Regions from separate parts of the Macaca mulatta genome. Here region 1 is linked to region 2. Evidence: chromatin contacts called from public Hi-C data. All regions are on one chromosome and are shown on one strand. Each heading gives the region's core, a stretch centred on a gene start, on an enhancer-like site or on the middle of the called end of the contact. The rest is flanking DNA. Distances are from core to core; before and after follow the strand shown. Region 1 holds the start of UBAP2L (ubiquitin associated protein 2 like). Region 2 holds the start of UBE2Q1 (ubiquitin conjugating enzyme E2 Q1).

Region 1 (4,826 bases), core at 90-2,589, 360 kb after region 2:
GGGCTGTCCACAAGGTTAAGGGTTTGAAGAAATTGGGCATTCCTGTCCCATTATGAGAAAAGTGAACAAATACCCCAGTGCTCTAGTGACGTCCCTTAAGCGTAATACACCCTATGGGGGCTTCCATGTCTAGCTTCCCAAATAACATAATTGTTTGGGGTACCCAAACTACAGTATAAACAGGAAGCTAAAGACAGCAGCAAAAACATATTCCAAGAACTGGGTTGGTGAGAAAGAAGGGAGGGAAAAGGAGCTGACAAAGAGCCTGGAAACGGAGAGGGGACGCAAGCCCACGCGTGGAGGATGGGAGGCTCACCCCCCTCAGCGCCACATCGAGAGCCCACGGGGCCAATCTCCTTCCTACCTCCCAGCCGGAACAAATTAATCCTTCGCACACCAAACTGAGGGCCACATGGGGGAGTTTGGGGCAGCTCCACCCCATCGCCCTCCCTCCCCCACGCCACCCCCAAACCAGGCCGGATCCGGATCAGGGGAGGCCCGCAGTGGGTGGAAAGGGAGGAGGCCCTCTCCTCCGCAGGCACCGGCCGGGGTGAAGAGAGGGCCCTACCTCAGGCAAGGCCCAGGCCTCGCTCGCTCGCGCTCTTTCTCGCTCTCCCCTCTCAGGCTCTAGCCGCATGGCCCCCCCTTCCTACGGCTGCTCCAAGCCCCGCCCCGGCCACGCTCCCAAATCGAGGCCCCGGCTCTGGCGCGGCCCACTAGGCCCCGAACCCAACCATAAACAAAACCTCCGGCGGCCGACTCGCGGGGGGGGGGCGCCAGGGCTCGCATGACTACGAGGGGGGGTGTACAGTGGGGGAACACACGGTGCGGGGGGGCCTACCGAGGGAGGGGGCATACGGCGGGGGCAGGGGAGAAAAGAGGGAGGGTAAAAGGGGGATCGCGGATTTAAAGGGGCCGCGGACAATACCCGGCCCCGCCGCGCTGCCGCTGCCGCCGCCGACGCCGCCAACGCCGCTGCGCTCCCAACTTTACCTCAGTCTCCTCCACACTGACACCCCGGGCCGCGCCGCCCCTGTCACGTGATATAAGATTCCCTCTTCCCCACCCCCTCCCTCCTTTTCCCTCTCGCGCTCGCTCTCGCGCCTTTCCCCGCCCACTTGCCTTCCTGCGTCCCCCAGCGCGTGACGCTAAAAGGGGCGCGCACGCAAGCGTGCGCGTGCCACCTCGCCACGAGACACCTCTTTCCGGCTCCGCGAGTCCGCTCCGCCTCCTTCACGGCGGCCCTGCCTCCACCACGTGACCCAGGGATGGCCGCGGCTTCCTCTTACTGTCGTAGTTCCGCGTCTCAGCGCTCGACGCTCCTGGGTGCCATTGCCTGCCTGAGTCACGTGTCAGGGGGAAGCTGGAAGGCATCGTTCTCCTTTCCCAGCCCCCCTGCCTGTCCGCCATGTTTTCAGGCCGGGTCTGGCTTGGTCTTCCCCCATAAGGAAATGGCCGGGGAGCTCCAGGGGACCCAGGCGCCGTCGCTGCGGCGGAGCCTGGGCTGACCAGCCAGGACAGCGGGGTAAACCCGAACAATTCTGCGCGAGGTAGGGAGGCCATGGCGTCCGGCAGTAACTGGCTATCCGGGGTGAATGTCGTGCTGGTGATGGCCTACGGGAGCCTGGTGAGGAGATTCCCCCACCCCATTCCTGCTGTCGCATCTTAACCAGTAGAGACCCTCTTCTTGAGCTGTTCCCCGTCTGCATTCTCCACCCACTCACCTGCGCCTATCTGGGCTTTGATTCCTTATTCCAGGAGTAGGTGGGAGTTTAAGTCACCTGCTCCAGCCGACCCGCCCTCTTTGGCCTAGAACTCTCCCTCTAACGCTAGAGCACAGACCCCACGCCTCCCTGCTACTGGCTTCTTAGATCCACCCCTATCATAACGGTCTTGCTTTACCCCAAGTTTTACCCTGAAACATTCCCGAGAGCCAGAATCTGGCGATTTGGAATGAAGGCATGCTTAAAAAAAATACCCAACTGTCTTTTTATTAAAGGATTCTTACATCTTTTTGGACAGGTGTTTGTACTGCTATTTATTTTTGTGAAGAGGCAAATCATGCGCTTTGCAATGAAATCTCGAAGGGGACCTCATGTCCCTGTGGGACACAATGCCCCCAAGGTAGGTCCTTAGGGCACGACTTAAACATACTTTTCAGATCTTTTAGGGTCAAGAATGAGATTTGCTCTGCCTTTAGTGATGACTTTAATTCTCGTGTTTCTTTGCGTGCACTTGTGCTTGTTCTAAGTTGAGCAGGCACTGTGCACTTTGGGACTTGGCTCCTGCTCAGTGCTGTGGCAAGCAGGAACTTCTGTTATTGTATCTGCAGAATGAAGGGCTTGGGTCGGAGTTCCCAATTCTTTGTAGTAAAATATTTCCCAGCTCATCTTAAACTACTCAGTGTTTTTTGTTTGATTAGGATGGGGTTGAGATCATTAAGGTTAACCCAAGAGCAATGAGGAGGGTTACCTCTACATAACTGTAGACTTAACAGGAGCTCCATAAATCACGTAGTTCCACCATTCGTGTTACCAACAAGCCCAAGAAAAGGAAGCAGTTTACCAGAAGACATGTAGGAAGTGAATAACCCAGTGGTCTTTTATCTTTGTCTGTACTTTCTCCTTAGGTGATTGTGTTCCTTTCCTTGGCTTTAGCTACAGATGAAATTTTATCTCTATCCCAGAACTCTTTCCTGAGTTCCATGCATATATTGCGAACTGACTACCTGACATTTTGACTTAGATTTCTAATAGGCATCTCAAACCCAGCATATGTGAATAAAAGTTATTGATACTCTGCTGTCACCCTCATTCTGCTTCTTTAGTCTTTCGTTTCTAAGTAAAAGACACCTGCTTCCCTTACCAACCTCCTTTTGTGTGGCTCTCCCCAGATCACTGGGACCCAGCTCTACTGGCTGAATTTTCCACTCTTTTTGCTCCTCTGATCTGGAATGGCCTTCATTTGGCTAGCTCATTCATTCTTTTAATCTTAGCTTAAATGTTACTTCCAAAAAAGAAATGCTTATTACCTATTTTAAAGTAGGTTCCCCCCTCTTTATTTGCACATTTTACTTTGATTTTTTCTTCATAGCATTTACCATAATTTTTCTTTTATGTTTGTCTATTTATTTAAAACATGCCTCTCTCTTCCGCTAGACCGTAAGCTTCAAGAATGCAGGCACCATACCAGTTTTGTTCACGACTATAAAGCCAGGACCTACACATAGTAGGTACTCAGTAATTTCTTGTTGAATGAAAACAGGTTAGTGCCAGAGCCTACACATAGCAGGTACTCAGTAATTTGTTGCTGAATGAAAAACAGGTTAGTTGTAGAGCTAGAGCTCATGACTCCCTCAACTCCTAGAGCACTGTACTTTCATTAACCAGTGCTATTAACCTTTCCCTCTTTGTTCCTTGCTGAAATACTACATGGAAAGACTCTAGGAGGATGTCCTGGCTTGAAACCTTAACAGTCCTTCCTGCCTCATGAGAGAGACATAGGGTTAGTTTCTAGCACATCATGAACCAATCAATAGTTTGGCTATTCAGGGGTCCCTTGGTCTAATTGAGAGCAGTATTCCTTTTGCTTAAAAAATTTTTGCTAAATTCTCAACCATTGCTAGTGAAAGTATAAATTAGTAAAACCACTTTGGAAAATAACTGGTCATTGTCGGGTAAGATTGCACATGTACCTAATCCCTGCTCCAGCAGTTTCTCTCCTACCATAGAGATACTAAGTTTTGCTCTTGTGTACCAAGAAACATGTACAAGATTATTCATAGCGGCATTGTTCATAATATTTGAAGAAGAAACAATTCAAATGTCCCCTTTTCAATGATTATATGGGCTGAGTGCAGTGGCTTACACCTATAGTCCTAGCACTTTGGAAGGCTGATGCCAGAACATCATGTGAGCCCGGGAGTTACAGACTGCAGTGAGCTATGATTGCACTGATGCACTCCAGCATGGGCAAGAGCAAGACCTTGTTTCTAAAAAATAGATAGTGGCATATTCATATGGAATAATGTAAAAAATGAAAAACTGAAGATATATATACGAAGACAAATGCTCAAAATACTTTTGAATGAAAAAAATTGCAAACATGAATGAATCTCAAAAACATGAGGAGTGGGCCGGGCGTGGTAGCTCATGTCTGTAATCCCAGCACTAAGGGAGGCCAAGTTGGGCAGATAACACTTGAGGTCAGGAGTTCGAGACCAGACCAGTCAACATGGTGAAACCCCATCTCTACTAAAAATACAATTTAAAAAATCCCAACTACTCAGGAGGCTGAGGCAGGAGAATCCCTTGAAACCAGGTGGCAGAGATTGCAGTGAGCCGAGATCAAACCACTGCACTTCTGCCTGGGCGACAGAGCAAGACTCCGTCTCACCAAAAACAAACAGACTAAAAAACCATGCTGAGTGAGAAAAGTTGAAATGCCATTGACAAAAGAATATGCACCATATGCTTCCACCCCATTTATATGAAATTTTAGAACAGGCAGAACTGTAAAAGAGAGTACATGGGCTGGGTGCGGTGGCTCAAGCCTATAATCCCAGCACTTTGGGAGGCCGAGACGGGCGGATCACGAGGTCAGGAGATCGAGACCATCCTGGCTAACACGGTGAAACCCCGTCTCTACTAAAAAATACAAAAAAAAACTAGCCGGGCAAGGTGGCAGGCGCCTCCCAGCTACTCGGGAGGCTGAGGCAGGAGAATGGCATAAACCAGGGAGGCGGAGCTTGCAGTGAGCTGAGATCCGGCCACTGCACTCCAGCCTGGGCAACAGAGCGAGACTCCGTCTCAAAAAAAAAAAAAAAA
Region 2 (5,154 bases), core at 1,257-3,756:
GGTGCAGTGGCACGATCTCGGCTCACTGCAAGCTCCGCCTCCCAGGTTAACGCCATTCTCCTGCCTCAGCCTCTGGAGTAGCTGGACTACAGGTGCCCGCCACCACGCCCGGCTAATTTTTTGTATTTTGTTTAAAAGAGACGGAATTTCATTGTGTCAGCCAGAAAGGTCTCGATCTCCTGACCTCGTTATCCACCCACCTTGGCCTCCCAAAGCGCTGGGATTACAAGCGTGAGCCACCACAAGAGGCCATCTTTTAAATTTTTAAATCAGCTCATGCCACTTTCTGCTTAAAATCCTCCAGGGGTTTCCCATTGTGCTTTGAATAAAACCCAATGTACTGTGGTCTCCATAATCTAGCCCCTGCTTTCTTCACTGGACTTATCTCCTACCCTTCTCTCCGTTCACTAGACACAAGCCATGCTGAGCCCCGATTTTTAAAAAAATGTTTGAGTTCTTACCACTGGCACTATTTTATGCACTTTACGTGTGTTCTTACATAATCCTCCTAACAAGTCGGTACTATTATGATCTCCATTTTACAGGTGTGAAAACTGAGGCACAAACAAGCTAAGTAATTTCCCCACAGTCACATCATTAGTAGTTGGCAGAGCTGGGGTTCAAAGCACTAAAAAAGGCAGAGTGGGGTACAAGGGCATGGACTTTGGAGACAGGCCTAGAAACTCTTGTTTACAGGCTGTATCTCCTTACAGAGTCACTCCGTTCCCCCAGTTGTAAATAGGGGTAAAAATACTTACCTTGCAATGTTGTTGGGAGATTTAAAAATATTTGTACCTGGGCACAGTGGCTCACCTCTGTAATCCCAGCACTTTGGGAGGCTGAGATGGGCAGATCACTTGAGCCCAGGAGTTTGAGACCAGCCTGGACAACATACCAAGACCCCTTTCTACAAAAAAATAAAAAAATTAGCCAGCTGTGGTAGCACGCACCTGTAACCCCAGCTACTTGGGAGGCTGAGGTGGGAGGATAGCTTGAGGCCTCCTTGAGGTCGAGCCTGCAGTGAGCTGAGATTGTGCCCCTGCACTCCAGCCTGGGCGAGGTAGCAAGACCCTGTCTTAAAAAAAAATATATATATAAACACCTTCGCTCAGGAAATAATAAACAGGAATTCCTACCACAGGCTTTTAAGCTTTCAGCTTGCACACACAGACACAAAGTCAACATGTAACGAACTGTTCAGGCTACCCAAACCAGACAAATGGCCCCAGGAAGACCAGGAGCAGACTGTAACCGTAATCATCTTCAAATATCCGTACCCCAACTTGACCAAAGGAGGCCTCTGCAGAGGCAACTGAATAGTCTTTCAGGAAAGGCTAGCTTATTTTAGTCCAAGTGGGAGAGAAAGCGGGCAATCCGGCTGGTGTAAGGGCTGAGTTGGCCCAGCAGAAATGACCAGGCCTTACCACAGGCTAACACCACCTGCCCTTGGCAAACGAACGCCAGCTCGGGATTTCTGTAGCTTCAGCCAGCTTTGTCCTTTGTGATGGTGCCACCTAGCGAGGGTCCGGAGGCACTACCTACTCCCGGCAACTGCCAGGACCACTGCGACAAGGTGTTAGCCATTTAGGCCTAGGAAGGGTAATGGGGTCCACCCGAGTCAGCACCCTTCCATGACTCCGTAGAGGAAGCCCATGCTGTCCTTCCCCCAACCTCGTCCAGACCCATGGGGTCTGAAAAGCGCGAAAGGCCAGATACTAACACTTGTACATAACCGAGCAGTGATCTATTATCATTCCTCATTTTATGGTGTCCTCGCATCGAATCCCTCCCTGGGAATAGGAAAAACAGGCATCATCCTCATGAGAGCCACTGTACAGATGAGGAAACTGAGACTTGGCGGGAAAGTGGTTAACCCAAGGTCACAAAACGCCATCAGAGAAAGGGCTGGGACAAGAATCCCCGCCACTTGCATTCCGGTCCCCGGCTTCTACCCCGACCACACACCCCTCAGTTTGAAGACGCCGCATGCCCACCCCCACGGGGACCAGAGGCTCCGGTATCCTGCGCCGAAGACCAGCATGGGGGCGCAGGATAAAGACTGCACGGCGAAGACCGCACTTCTTTCTTCTCTGTCCATGGAGCGCCGGGCACGCTCGTCACGGCTCGGGGGCGGGGGAAGCGGGGCCCGAGGCAGGAAACAGCGTCCTGCGCGGGTAGCCCCTGGGAGCACGCGGCGCCGGGTCACGTGAGAGGGGAGCGCAGGAGAAGGGGCGTCGCGCGCAAGCACGCACGACGTACGCAAACACGCACAGAGGCGCTCACAGAGGCAAGCCCCAGACCCCGGGTCACATGTGGAGGGTGGCAGGCGAGAACAGGGGGGCGGGAAAGACGGAGAGATCACGTGGAGGAGGCCAGAGCAGGGAAGTCACGTGAGGGGGACGGAGGCGGGGCCGCCCAGGAGGAGGAGGAGGAGGAGGGGCGCGCGGCTTCCGGCGGCTGGGGGGGGGGCCAGCGAGCGGAGGGGGGGGCCTGTCCCGGAGGTGGCGGCGGCGCCATCTTGGCGAAGGGGGGATCAGGAAGTGCGGACCGCGGCGGCGGCGGCGGCGGAGCCCGGAGCGGAGGCCGGAGGCTCCCGGCCCGCCGGCCCCGGAGCGGAGCGGAGCGGAGGATGCAGCAGCCGCAGCCGCAGGGGCAGCAGCAGCCGGGGCCGGGGCAGCAGCTGGGGGGCCAGGGGGCGGCGCCGGGGGCCGGGGGCGGCCCAGGGGGGGGCCCGGGGCCGGGGCCCTGCCTGAGGCGAGAGCTGAAGCTGCTCGAGTCCATCTTCCACCGCGGCCACGAGCGCTTCCGCATTGCCAGCGCCTGCCTGGACGAGCTGAGCTGCGAGTTCCTGCTGGCTGGGGCCGGAGGGGCCGGGGCGGGGGCCGCGCCTGGACCGCATCTCCCCCCACGGGGGTCGGTGCCTGGGGATCCTGTCCGCATCCACTGCAACATCACGGTGAGGACCCCCTCTCGTGCTTCTCTGTGGGGGCCCCTTGTCAGGGACCCAGGATCACTCCATCCAGCTTTTTGCTCTTGAAGGACCTGGGAGGCCGAAGCCCCTCTTAGGGCTCAGCTCTTTCTCTCCAGGTTACATTTGTTTCTGCTGCTAGAGGTTATGCGGTGCATCCAGAATCTCTACCATTGACCCCGATAGTGAGGGACACCCCGACATATGGCGCTTAGACTACCCGTTTCCACGAACCCACCCACCATCCCAAGGTTCACGATTTTGGCTCTTTTTGGCTACTCCTCCACAACTTTATCTTGCTACCTAGGAATGCACCTTTCTTCCCCTTACTCTTATTTCAAGATATTAGGCCTCGGCACTGATCCTAGCTGCAAAGACCTGGCCTGAAACCCTCTGCACATTTCAGTGATGCCCCCTTCTCAGTAGTACCTCTGACTTAGGAGGTTGCCACCTGTGGGATCCCCGCCTAGGTATCCCTCAGGCAGCCCCTCTTGCTCTCTCAACTTCACCAAGTGATAGTTTGCAATTCGTTGACTCCTCTTCCTTCTCTCCTTTTAATTCTCTCTTTCTGGTGTAACCTCTAACTCTCCTCTTTTTGCCTCAGCTGGTAGCAGTTCTGCCACTCCCCTCCCTGTTCCCTGTGGATATGTCCATTTGCCCTGGGTTGTTGCTTTTCCTGGTAATGATAGTGATGTGATGTGCCAGCGCTACCCCCATTTATTATAGGCAGTAACAGTTCCATTTCTCCCCTGTGAGCGTCATTCCATCCTAGGCATACACCTTACATGTCTCCTGCCTGATCTATCCTCAGACATCCCTTGAATAGAGAATTGGCTTCTGCTAATTTAGGAATGTCTGGTACTGCATGGTATAGCACTTACATTGGTTGGTGTTACCTGCTGTGATGGTATTCTCTCTACCGGAGCAGTAGCTGAAATGCTAGCAGACAGTACTTTATCCAAGCAGGCAGACCTAATCGGAGTAGCCTGGGGAAAGGCAGAGTTGTGAATTCTCTGCTACTTGGGGGACTGAATTCAACTTACATGGTGTTTTCTGTCCGTTTTCTCAATCAGACCAGGTTAAGGTTTGGTGAGGTAAAGCCTCAGTTTGGATTGATTGGTGACCCACCAAAACTCGTATGTCCCATTTCTCTTTCATTTCCTTTCTCTTTTCCTGCTAGAAACTTAAAATTGAAGGACTAGGAGTGGCTTAGTCAAGTGAAGACTTGGGCATCTTTGATAATTATTTTTCCTTCAGCATTGAGGATTAGAGTCATGACAATGCTAAGATACCCAGTGGAGGTGGATAAGGTTTCCCTGGCTTGTGTGGGAACTTCAAGAGTTAATTTTGTTCCTGAATTAAGCTTCTAATTCCTTAAGGGTAGGTTTGCCCCCATCCAGCTGCTCTTTCTGTTGCCAGAGGCCATTTACTGCTTTTGTCCCTGGCAGGAAGTTAAATTTAGGGGGTCCTCAGCCAGACTCCCCATGGCTATAAAGGATACTTGGCCTAAACTAGCCCCCTTGGTTTGGGCAGAGGGGGAGTCTGGTCAGGCTGCATTTGGCACCGTGGCTCAGGAATGCTGGGAATGTCAGAAGCGTAGGCTTTCTCCCAGCCTGCCATGTGGAGCCCTACAGCCCACGCCTGGACTGAGAAGGTGGCAGGTTCCCAAGGGAGAGGTGGGGAGAATTGGTCTTTGAGGGGCTCTTCTGGGAGCGGTGTGGGTAGATTCTTGCCAGTACCCTTTTACTCTTGGGTTCTGGAGATACAGTCTAGTTTTTATACTTTCCTACAGAACTCTGCTTTTTTCACTTCAGTGTCATTGTGATGAGGTGATCCCTTCCTCAGCCCATTCTGGAGTTTGAAAAGCAAGCTTGGAGGACTCTGTTCTGGGTCCAGGGAGAACCTGAAGTCTAGAACTTGTATAGGCAGTGCAGGAGATGAGGACTCCCCCTTCGCTGTTAGCCAGGTTTGGCTGTGCTAGGTTTCCTGGTTTGTACTCTCGAGGAAAGAATGAAAAGGTTCCAGTCTGCTGCTTGGAAAGGGTCATCCCAGGGACTGTTTTTCGTCCAGTTTAGAATTTGTTGTGAAGCTCCTTGGTTAGATGCTGACCTGAGTTGGGCTTTTATGTGTGTGTAGGGGGTGGGGGTGGGAAGAAAAGGGGCTAGAAGTCTTGGGGGGAAGAGGAC

Evidence for each region. A called contact is a pair of places that touch in the nucleus more often than the background predicts.
Region 1: a contact with region 2 is called in a Hi-C map of liver, with 4 times the contacts expected there. The contact joins the promoter of UBAP2L here to the promoter of UBE2Q1 in region 2. A contact is called at or near these places in 2 of 14 Hi-C or Micro-C datasets (cortical neurons and liver).

Annotation. Positions count from the first base shown.
Region 1 is chr1:112,808,054-112,812,879 of T2T-MMU8v2.0, forward strand. UBAP2L (ubiquitin associated protein 2 like) reads right to left here and starts at 1,340. Exons shown (of 28, transcript XM_077945775.1): 1 at 1,123-1,340. It overlaps C1H1orf43 (chromosome 1 C1orf43 homolog), which reads left to right and starts at 1,400. Exons shown (of 7, transcript XR_013398020.1): 1 at 1,400-1,627; 2 at 2,023-2,124.
Region 2 is chr1:112,443,438-112,448,591 of T2T-MMU8v2.0, forward strand. It overlaps UBE2Q1 (ubiquitin conjugating enzyme E2 Q1), which reads left to right and starts at 2,507. Exons shown (of 14, transcript XM_077945426.1): 1 at 2,507-2,596; 2 at 2,724-2,956.